2 separate regions of the Rattus norvegicus genome follow, and region 2 is linked to region 1. A link is a contact called in public Hi-C data. All regions are on one chromosome and are shown on one strand. The core of a region is the stretch at or near the end of the contact, and the rest is flanking DNA. Distances in the headings are between cores, read along the strand shown. Region 1 overlaps Evi5l (ecotropic viral integration site 5-like). Region 2 holds the start of Snapc2 (small nuclear RNA activating complex, polypeptide 2).

Region 1 (5,037 bases), core at 1,820-4,319:
CTGTGAGTTCATAAGCCAGCCTGATCTTCAGAGCAAGTTCCAGGAAGAAGACAGCAGCGTCAACCTCTGGCCTCCACATAACCCTTTACATGTATACACATATGAACACATACAAGCCTCCTATACATACACACAGATAAAAAAAACAATTTGATCCCCAGCATCTGCCCTCCTCAAAGCTAAGAAGCAATTATAACCCCAAGCGGAAGACTGGAGACTTTCACAGCCTAATGTTTACACAGCCAAGCAAATGTGTAACTGTGAGCACAGAGGAAGCCCAGAGTTCTGATGCCTTCTCCAGCTCCCTTTCCCCAGTGGTCTGCTACTATCTAACAGCCTGAAGTTGAGGTCAATCCCATTTTCCCAGGCCCTGCTTGTAGCCCCAAGGCACTCAAAGGTCCAGTATGCCCCAGCTTCCCCCCAAACACAGTAGCTAAAAGAGGACCCAGGAGAAATCTGGGCTGCCCAGGGTAGGTCAGCAAACACTCCTTGGAGGTGAGAGGCACCGAGGCCCAATACTTCCCTCTCGGTGCCCACCAGCCTCCCCCTCCCCACACAGGAGCAGCTTCCGGACCTGAACACCCACTTCCGCTCACAGAGCTTCCACACATCCATGTATGCATCATCCTGGTTCCTCACGCTTTTCCTCACCACCTTTCCCCTGCCTGTTGCTACCCGGGTCTTTGACATCTTTATGTATGAGGTGAGTGCCCTGCAGGACACCCTGGCCCACTCCACTCTGCATGTGGAGGGAATCACAGCCCACCTCCAAAAGAAGTCATGACTGACAGGACAAAGGAAGGGCTAGAGTGCAAGGAGGGTCTGAGCCTCCTGGTGGGAGGACAGGAAGCTCGTTGGTGAAGGGTTATTGATGGGAGGACAGGGGCCTTCAGGTGAGAGGACAGAGGCTCATGGGACTGTGATTGACTTTGCAGGGACTGGAGATTGTGTTCCGAGTCGGCCTTGCCCTGCTGCAAGTGAACCAGACAGAGCTGATGCAGCTGGACATGGAGGGCATGTCCCAGGTGGGTCAGGTGGGCTGGGAAGGTGACAGGCACAGGAGTCCTTTCCATGTGACAAGAGGGGATGTGGCTAGTTGGTAGAGTGCTTGCCTAGCATGCATGAAGCCCTGGGTTCCATCCCACAGCACTGTATAGACAGGCATGATGATGCACGGTTTTAATCCCATCACGCAGGATGTGAAGGCAGGTGAGTCAGAAGTTCAAGGCTAACCTGAGCTGTACAAGATTCTAAGAAATAGGCCAGGCAGTGGTGGTGCACACCTTTAATTGCAGCACCTGAGAGGCAGAGGCAGGCAGATCTCTGAGCTTAAGTTTCAGTATTGAAAAAAAGGAAACCAAAACAAAAAACAAACCAAGATTCTAAGTGATGGGGGGTGGGGGAGGAGTGACTTCCCAATAGAAGTCACTCTTGAGCATCTGGGATCCTTTCTGCCCTGAGGAACCCCAGGCTCTGTCAGATAGAACCCAGAGCCAGCAACCTAGCACTGGGGAGAAGAAGAAGCCAACAGCAGCTGGTCTGGGGAGGTCCTACTGACTCTTTCCTACCCACTGCTGCAGGTCCCCAGAGCTTGCCTGCAAAGTAACCCCTGGCTGACTTTGAGAGGTGTTTAGTATGTTTTCATCTCAGCTTTCAGCCTGGGGGTACAGAAAGGAGCCAGGTATCTTGAGGTAGCCTCCTACCGTGCTCCTCCCTGCCTGTGCCTTCCCCTGGCACAGCCTGCTAAATCAGAAGCCAGCTTTGCCCTCACCATGGTTTCCCCATGACACAGGCCCCTAACCCTCCCAGCATCTTCCAGCTGGTGCTTCAGGAAAGAATGCACAAAGACCACAGTTGTGTCTGCGAACACGGGCATACATTGTCCGAGGCTGCCTGACTGGAGCAGCTGGGCAGAGGAATAGGACCTCTGGGCTTGTCTACCCACTTCCTAAGGAGAGTTCCCCCATGCTCAGACCCCATTCATCCCAGCCCTGCCTTCAGGAGGTCCTCTAGCCTGATTGTCTTAGTTTTATTTATTGTTAGGGTCAATGTGGGGGTGGGGAGAGGGAGAGAGAAGAAGGTGGCTCATGGCTCACAATACTCACAGTTCAATTCTGTTTCCACTCTGAGTTCTCTCTTACTCTTTCCATTGTTGGTTCCAGGGATAGAACTCAGGTCAGGCCCTGGGCAGTACATTCCTTTACAGGCCAAGCTGATCCCCACTTTCAACCCGCCTGATTTTCTCAAGCTTACCAGAAAGCATGCTGGGAAGGCAGGTCTCCCTCCTTCCCTAGTTGTTCCTTCTCCTACAGTCAATTCATTTGCACTACAAAAAAAGGGGGCTTGGGGACTGGAGAGATGGCTCAGTGGTTAAGAGCACTGACTGCTCTTCCAGAGGTCCTGAGTTCAAATCCCAGCAACCACATGGTGGCTCATAGCCATCTGTAGTGAGATCTGATGCCCTCTTCTGGTGTCTGAAGACAGCTACAGTGTACAATAAATAAATAAATAAATAAATAAATAAATAAATAAATAAATAAATAAATAAATAAATAAATAAATAAATAAATATCTTTAAAAACATACATTGGCTGAGTAACCAAAGACAGACAGCCCAGATGGCTGAGACAAAGGGAAGCCCCAGGCAGTAGCAGGATACAGTGGGAGCCTAGGCAAACCCTGGTGGCCGGGACCCAAGTGATCGTAACTCTCTGTGTCTCCACAGTACTTCCAGAGAGTGATCCCCCACCAGTTTGACAGCTGCCCAGACAAGCTGGTCCTCAAGGCTTACCAGGTCAAGTACAACCCTAAAAAGATGAAGAGGTCAGTGCCCGGGAACGAACGGAGAACTCAAAAGGGAAGCCCTCCTCACCTCAGGGAGGCGGGACTTTGACCGTGTGCCCCGTCCCCGCAGGCTGGAGAAGGAGTACGCAGCTATGAAGAGTAAGGAGATGGAGGAGCAGATCGAGATCAAAGTGAGTTCCAGAGGCGTGAGGGAGGGCAAAGATGGGCTGCCTTGAGGCTTTCCCTCGCAAAGCCAGAGCTGCCCGCTAGAGGGCAGTCCTAGCTAGCGCATGCACGGATAGAACGGGCTGGCCTGGGCGGACAACTTCTGGCTCCGGATTACCCTCGCTCACTTGCCCCTTCCTTCACCTGCCAGCCCCGCGTGGGAGCGCATTCCCCAATTGGCATGTCCTCAAAGCTGGCCTCACAACAGTAAACAAGACAGTCAAAGTTCCTTGCTTTCATGTCCCCGAACCCCCCATGTCATGGGGCGATAGTCAATAAATCACTGAAATAGTGTGGATTCCAGAGTGCTCCGGATATAGTCATACAAGAGACAGTCGCATCTGGGGAGACACTCTAGGTCCAAGAGTCCAGTGTAGAGGGCCTAGGATAGAAGAATGTGCCTGGTGGACAGGAGAACACCCTGGGGACACAGAGGTTGGGAGCTAAGGAGAAAGGCTCAGGCAAGCAGGCTATGTAGGCTAAGGTATGGTCATCCACTCAGGGTCCTGATTGTACTGTAGCAGCCAGCCAGCCCAGCGTCAGTTCCTTGAGTGCACAAAACGTCCAAAACCAAACTTACCTCTCAATGGCCTCTTCACCCCTCTTCATGTGATTTTAGCCATTCATCCAACAAACATCTTTTTTTTTTTTTTTTTGATTCTTTTTTTTCGGAGCTGGGGACCGAACCCAGGGCCTTGCACTTCCTAGGCAAGCGCTCTACCACTGAGCTAAATCCCCAACCCCAACAAACATCTATTGAAACAAAGATGAGACCTAGTCTTAAGTGACAAGGACCTGGCTTCCCAGATAAAGGCACTCTTGAGCATTGAGAGTCCCTCAATATCTTTCCAAGGAAGCCCAGGTGCTGCCAGGTACAACCCAGGGCCAGGATGTAGAAGAGAGGAGAAAGAAAAGCTCATACCCACCTACTCCAACTGACCAGCTAGCTACACGTTCCCAAAGCCTGCTAGCCAGGTTAAGGACCCTACAACCCAATATAGGGGACAGGCAAGGACACGAACCTCCATATAGACCTGGTTTTGTCCTCCACACTTGATGAATCAAAGTGGTTAGCACTGGTGTCCCACTGAAGACCAGCTGTGTGGCCCTGGCAGGTAAATTCACCTCTCTGAGCCTTGGAGCTTTGCTGTGATGTTCCTGTCACTGTCCGCCTCCAGTGCATTGTTTCTACCTCCTGTGGGAAGTCAGGGGCAGAGGCCTGTGCCGCAAGCTGAAGCACTTGGCCCTGTTGAGGCTTCCAGAAAGATTTCCATCCTGGGTTTGTGAGCCATCTCACAAGGAAGTGTTGCACTAGACCAAATGTGGTTTTTGCTGTGTGCAGATGAGCGGCCTGCTCTCATCAGGAGACTGTGAGGCCCAGAATAGACAAGAATGCCATAGACCTTGAGACCACAGGCCAGACTGAAAGTTTCCCCTGAGAAGAGATTTCACCAGAGGCCTTGAAGAGTCAGGCAGATGTCTCCTCACAGGGTATCTTACAAGTGTCCTGCAGTTTGGTCTCTCACTTTTAGCCTGTCTTAAAACATCCTGATTTGATGCTGGGAGGTGGTGATGCATGCCTTTAATCCCAACACTCGGAGGCAGAGGCAGGTGAATCTCTCAGTTTTGAGGTCACCCTGGTCAACAGAGCAAGTTATGGGACAGCCAGAGCTATACAGAGAAACCCTGTCTCACAAAAGCCAAATAAAGTAACAGAAACAAATCCCTTATTTGCTTGCATCGGATAAGGCAAGACTTAGACAACTACACTATGCAAAGGTGCATAGACACTGCCTTTGAAGGAAGCGTTCGTTGAGGCTGGGGCTGTAGCTTAGTGGTGAGGGTTTGCCCAGCACACACGAGGCCATGGGCTCCATCCTCGGTACAGAACAGCAGCAAAATGAAAAGAGGGCAAAGGAGATGGCTCAGTGGGTAAAGTGTTTGCTGGGCATGCATGAGTTCAATCCCCAGGACCCACGTAAAAGAGCCAGGAGCAGGAGTGTTCCTTCAGTCCATCCACAGACACAC
Region 2 (4,874 bases), core at 107-2,606, 61 kb after region 1:
ATCTTGGCATGGAGAGCTTGAGGCATAGTGGCCATGAAACACTTAGATCCAAACAAGGCAGTACATGACTTTAATCCCAGGAGAGTAAGGCAAAGAGATCTCTGAGTTCAAGGTCAGCCTGGGCCAAAGCAAGTCCCAGATCCAGGTGTGGTGGTACACACCTTTGCTGGAGACCTACATAAGGACACTGGAAGAAGGAAGCTCGCTCTTCCTTGCCTGCTTGCACTTACGTGCTGGCACATCTGTTGGAACCTACTTCTACAGAAGACCAGCTGATACAACTAGCCTGGTGGGACTGATGATAAATACAGCGGTGGAGGAACTTTCAGGCTTAATCTGCCCATGAAGAAACTGAGGCTTGGCAATACTAAACCTAAATTCTCTTCTCCAAAGTGTCTAGGGCTGTCTGCTCCATAACCCAGACTTATTTTTCTTTCAAGCCAGGCTTCCACTGTAGCCCAGGCTAGCCTGTAAACTCAGTGATCTTCCTGTCTCAGTCCTAATGCTGGGATTAGTGGTTACCACACCTGGCAAGCCTGGGCTGATTTGTTTTGATGTATGTCTTTTGCTTCTATGTATGTATGTACACCATATGCATGCTTGGTGTCTTGGGAGGTCAAAAGGAGGCTCTTGGGACGGCAGTTGGTTATGAGCCACCATGTCTGTGTTAGGATCCAAACGTGTTGTCTGCAAGAACAGCAAATGAGCGAGGTGTGAAGGAGCATGCCTTTAAACCGAGCATTTGGGAGGACCTTGGTGAGTTTGAGACCAGCTTGGTCTACATATCGAGATCCAGACCAGCCAGGGTTAAGGAGAGAGACACTGCCTCACAAATGACCACTTTTTGATGGCCACTACCCTCTTCTCTATGAAAAGCAAAGCACACAGTATGGGTTTCATGACGTAGTTAGGAAATTTAGGGCTTAAAGTTTTTTGCTGCAGCTCATGAGTGACATAAAACGCAGATAAAACTCTGGTCCCTCTGCCCTCCTCAGTCTTGGTCGAGCCACGCCCCCTCTATAAAATCAAACGCATAGTGCTCTGTCTGACCGCTTCGGCCTCCGTAGCCCCGCCCACCAGAAAAGAGCTCCATAGAGTTCCGGCATGAAGCCACCGCAGAGACGGCGGAAGGTCCCCGCACGGTACACAGGTGAAGCTACCGGCCCCACAGCTTGGAGCCCCCGCGAGATGCGGCACCTACTGAGACTACTCCAGGCTCGGCGCGGCCAGCCGGAGCCAGACGCCAAGGAGCTGGCCAAGGAGCTGCGAGGCCGGAGCGAGGCCGAGGTGGTGTCCCGTGCTGGGGGCGGGGCCGGGAAGCCGAATGGCCGAGCTAAGGTGGAGCTCCGGGGCTGTTGACGGTCGCGGAAGTCATTGGCGCACCGGATATGCGTGAAAGATGGAGTTTTAGGGCGGGGATGTGGGTGGGATTCGAGGCGGGGTTATGGAGATGCGGAGGAATATTGACTGTATAGGGGCGGGGTGACAACGAAGTTTAGAGTGAGGCTCTGGGGAAGCTGTGGCGCAGGGGGTGGGGGGGTTTGGGGGCGGGACTGCCTGCTGGACTGTGGGTCTCTGTGAGTGAAGCACACTGGAAGTGGAGCATGAAGAGGTGGTATGTGAGTGGGAAAGCTGGGGACGGGGTGTGACAACTGGGTGGAGTGAGCCTGTGGAGAGTTGTGAAGCTGTAGAGTGTGGGCGGGAAAAATCGGAGGGCTGAGCATAACAGAGTGGGGGTGAGTGGAAGTGAGAATAGAGGATGAATTAAGGTAGAGTTGGTAGTCGGGAATGGTGGTATACACCTTTAATCTCAGCACCTGGGATCCTTTCACTAGTGGACCTCTTTGAGTTCAAGGCTAGCCCTGTCTACATAGTTTCAGGACAGCAGGTGCTGTTTAGAGAGGCCCTGTCTCAAAAAAGTTAACAAAAACAAACAAAAGAAGTGAATTTGGGTGGAACCAGAGTGAGTACGAAGTGAGAGTCTAGGAAATGGGGTGGAGTGGAAGTGAATAGGCTAGTTCTCATTATAAGAGCAAACTACAGCCCCAGGAAGAAGCAAGAATAGGCCTAGCTTTTACATTTTCATTAGGTAGCTGGTCACATGCTGAGGCCTTGGCTCAAGTCCCAGCAGTTTTGGGAATGCACAATACTGGGCTAGTCCAGGGTAGGGAGCAGTAGCAGTGCCTGGAAACAACAAGGCCTCTGTTTCTGAGCTCATAGAAAGCCTGTCTTCCTCCCCAGATCTGTCGCTTTATCCAGCAGCTCAAAGGCCGGGTGGTTCGAGAGGCTATTCGGAAGGTGCAACCAGGTGGCAGAGATGGTCCAAGGCATCGAGAGACACAGCTCCCAGCCCCCATAGAGGTGAGGCAGGAGGGCAAGGTGAGGGGTGCCCAAGGATAACCTGGTCAGAGGAATACAAGGAAGGGCAAAACTTGGGAGCCCTCTTTACTCTCCCCCCCCCCCGGGGGGGCGGGGCTTGTCCTTAGACTGACCATGTACCAATTGGCTTCACCCAGGTATGGATGGATCTTGCTGAGAAATTAACAGGCCCACTGGAGGAAGCCCTGACTGCAGCTTTCTCCCAGGTAAACAATTCTCTTGGCAGGTCTAAGTGTATGTATGTCTAGTGTACTATAGGGCACGAGGGTGTCCTATAAATAAATAAACCCAGGGGTAGAGGGCCACTAGGTTTAGTCAGGTAGTGGTATTGTATACAATCTCCAAATTTGAAGGAGTAGAGAATTGCCAGGCCCCTCTTAACACTACCTGAAAACAAAAGAAAAGAAAAGAGAAGAGAAGAGAAAGGAAGGAATATAGATCTGGATCCTGGGTCCTGGTGTAAAGTCAGTAGCTCCAGGCAGGCACTGACACTTGAGCCATAGTATCTATGGCCATCTCTTGTGTGGGTCACCTTCAGAATGCCATGAAGGACTTGGCGAGTGTGCAGAGGTGGAGGGCTCATTCTAGGCCTAGCGATGAGAGATGAAAGACTTCTTCCTTTCCTTCCCCGATGGCGCTTCCCTGTTAGGTACTCACCATTGCTGCTGCGGAACCTCTCAGCCTCCTGCATTCCAAGCCAGGCAAGCCCACAAAGGCCTGTGGAAGGGCACTGGTGTTCTTGAGCACCCAAGATGCGCAGAAGGATCCTGCCCCTGAAGGTTCTGGGCCTGAACCTATGACTGCTGCTGACCCCACTCCTGAGGCCTCTGTCCCTGAACCTAAGGCCTCCGGTACCAACCCTGAGACCTCTGGCCTTGTCCCAGAGGTCTCTGTCCCTGACCCTGATGCACCAACTGAGTCCCTGGCTGGATCCTCCACAGAGAGAGACTTTGCCGTGGACTTTGAGAAGATCTACAAATACCTGTCCTCCTCCTCCAGAGGTGGCCATGGCCCTGAGCTCTCAGCAGTTGGTAGGAGCTACTAGAGAGGAGAGGGGCTATACTGTGTGTGGGTGTGGGGAGAGTCTGGGGGAGGGGAGGTAGTTGGGGGGGGATGTAAAAACTGTGACCTCTCTCATTCTTCCCTCTTCCTTCTATCAGAGTCCGCCGTGGTCCTTAACCTGCTCATGTCACTTGCAGAGGAACTGCCCCACCTGCCTTGCACAGCCCTGGTGGACCATCTGACTAAAACATATGCTCAACTGACGGCTCCCCAGGCCTCTCTCGATAGAGAAAAGAGGCCCAGGCCGGGGACTGAAGATGGAGGGACTGACTCCACGGGGCCAGAAGAGACTGGCCAAGGCAGTCCTCAAGCTTCTGAGCCCACAGAACCGAGGCTGACCTGGAAAGCAGCTGGGGTCTGCCCACTGAACCCATTCCTGGTGCCCCTGGACCTCCTGAGCCAGGCCCTCGCCCCTGCCAGGTGAAGGATGCAGCAGGCTGGCTATGCTGGTTTCTTTCTACATCGTCTGTCCAGCACTGGTACTGGTGTCGGGAACGTGATTGTGGCTTCCTGACAGTGTCCGGCCATAGGCAAGCCCTTCAGACACTGCATGCACTAGTAGCCTGGAAAGTGAAGCACAGTTGAAGGAAGGGGTTTAACTATTGGGGATTTGAGACTGCACAAAGGCGGAATTCCTGGGCTGGTAGATTGCGGCAAGTGTCCCTGGCCCCGCTGTGCCTGGTTCTCTGCCATAAGAGTACCACATCATCATCCCTTTGTGCATGGCACTCGAACCCACCCCCAGCACACCCTCCCCACCTCAACTGACCACTGTACCATCCTCTTCGCCCTTCTCTGGGTGTCCTGTGACCCTCAATAAAGCTGTCATCTAACTAGCTGTGATTCCCCTATGACACAGGTGAGAGCAAGGCTCCAAAATGACACAGTTTGGGAGTTGGAGCAAAATGCCAGGGAAGATGGTGCTGTCCCTGGCAAAAGCCGGTGCCTGGGCCAGTGAGAGAGCAGCAAGGGTAAAGTACTTGGTACGAAGCCTGGCGTCTGCGATTAATTCCTTGAAATCATGTAAAGGTGAAGAACCAATTCCTGAAAGTCGTTTGACTGAACACAAACTATATAAACAAGTATGTACACCTGTGTCATGCACTCACAAACCTACAAGAATTTAAAAAGTCGTTACCTGGAGTGAGCCTAATTCAGCATAAGGGGCTCCTTGGTGACCATGTGGATGGCTCTTAGATGTAGGTGGAAGGGAGAAGCTGGGCTGGCTTTGTGGGAGACAGGTGTCAGGGGTAAGTTTTCAGAGCAGAGCAAGGATACATCTGCAGATGACTGAGTTGGCGGTGTGGCCTGATGGAAGGAGCAAAGCTCTGGCTGCAGGGAGGACTCCCCAGGGGCACTGGCCGAGGGCTGGAGGAAGAAGGAGGTATCCCTGGAAGTGTCTTGGAGCCTCAACCAGCCCTGGAAATAAAGGG

Evidence for each region. A called contact is a pair of places that touch in the nucleus more often than the background predicts.
Region 2: a contact with region 1 is called in a Hi-C map of Schwann cells, with 6 times the contacts expected there. The contact joins the promoter of Snapc2 here to the enhancer-like site in region 1. A contact is called at or near these places in 9 of 12 Hi-C or Micro-C datasets (the A7r5 cell line, the Rat2 cell line, Schwann cells and 5 more) and 1 of 1 datasets of contacts at active chromatin or transcription factors (oligodendrocytes).

Annotation. Positions count from the first base shown.
Region 1 is chr12:7,340,247-7,345,283 of GRCr8, forward strand. It overlaps Evi5l (ecotropic viral integration site 5-like), which reads left to right. Exons shown (of 19, transcript XM_039089908.2): 7 at 560-703; 8 at 936-1,025; 9 at 2,726-2,823; 10 at 2,915-2,975. Among named protein-coding and RNA genes, the nearest start is that of Prr36, 23 kb to the right of the region's middle. Within about 2 kb of position 3,070, at least 49 of the 93 cell types and tissues checked have an H3K27ac peak or open chromatin away from gene starts, as enhancers often do. A contact at or near this core is called in Schwann cells, hepatocytes and liver, where this site is marked.
Region 2 is chr12:7,402,564-7,407,437 of GRCr8, forward strand. Snapc2 (small nuclear RNA activating complex, polypeptide 2) reads left to right here and starts at 1,357. Exons shown (of 5, transcript NM_001415804.1): 1 at 1,357-1,615; 2 at 2,242-2,361; 3 at 2,517-2,585; 4 at 3,029-3,410; 5 at 3,540-4,277. The coding sequence starts at 2,523. The coding sequence ends at 3,865. LOC120095870 (a long non-coding RNA gene) reads right to left here and starts at 3,033. Exons shown (of 2, transcript XR_005491762.1): 1 at 2,912-3,033; 2 at 891-2,401.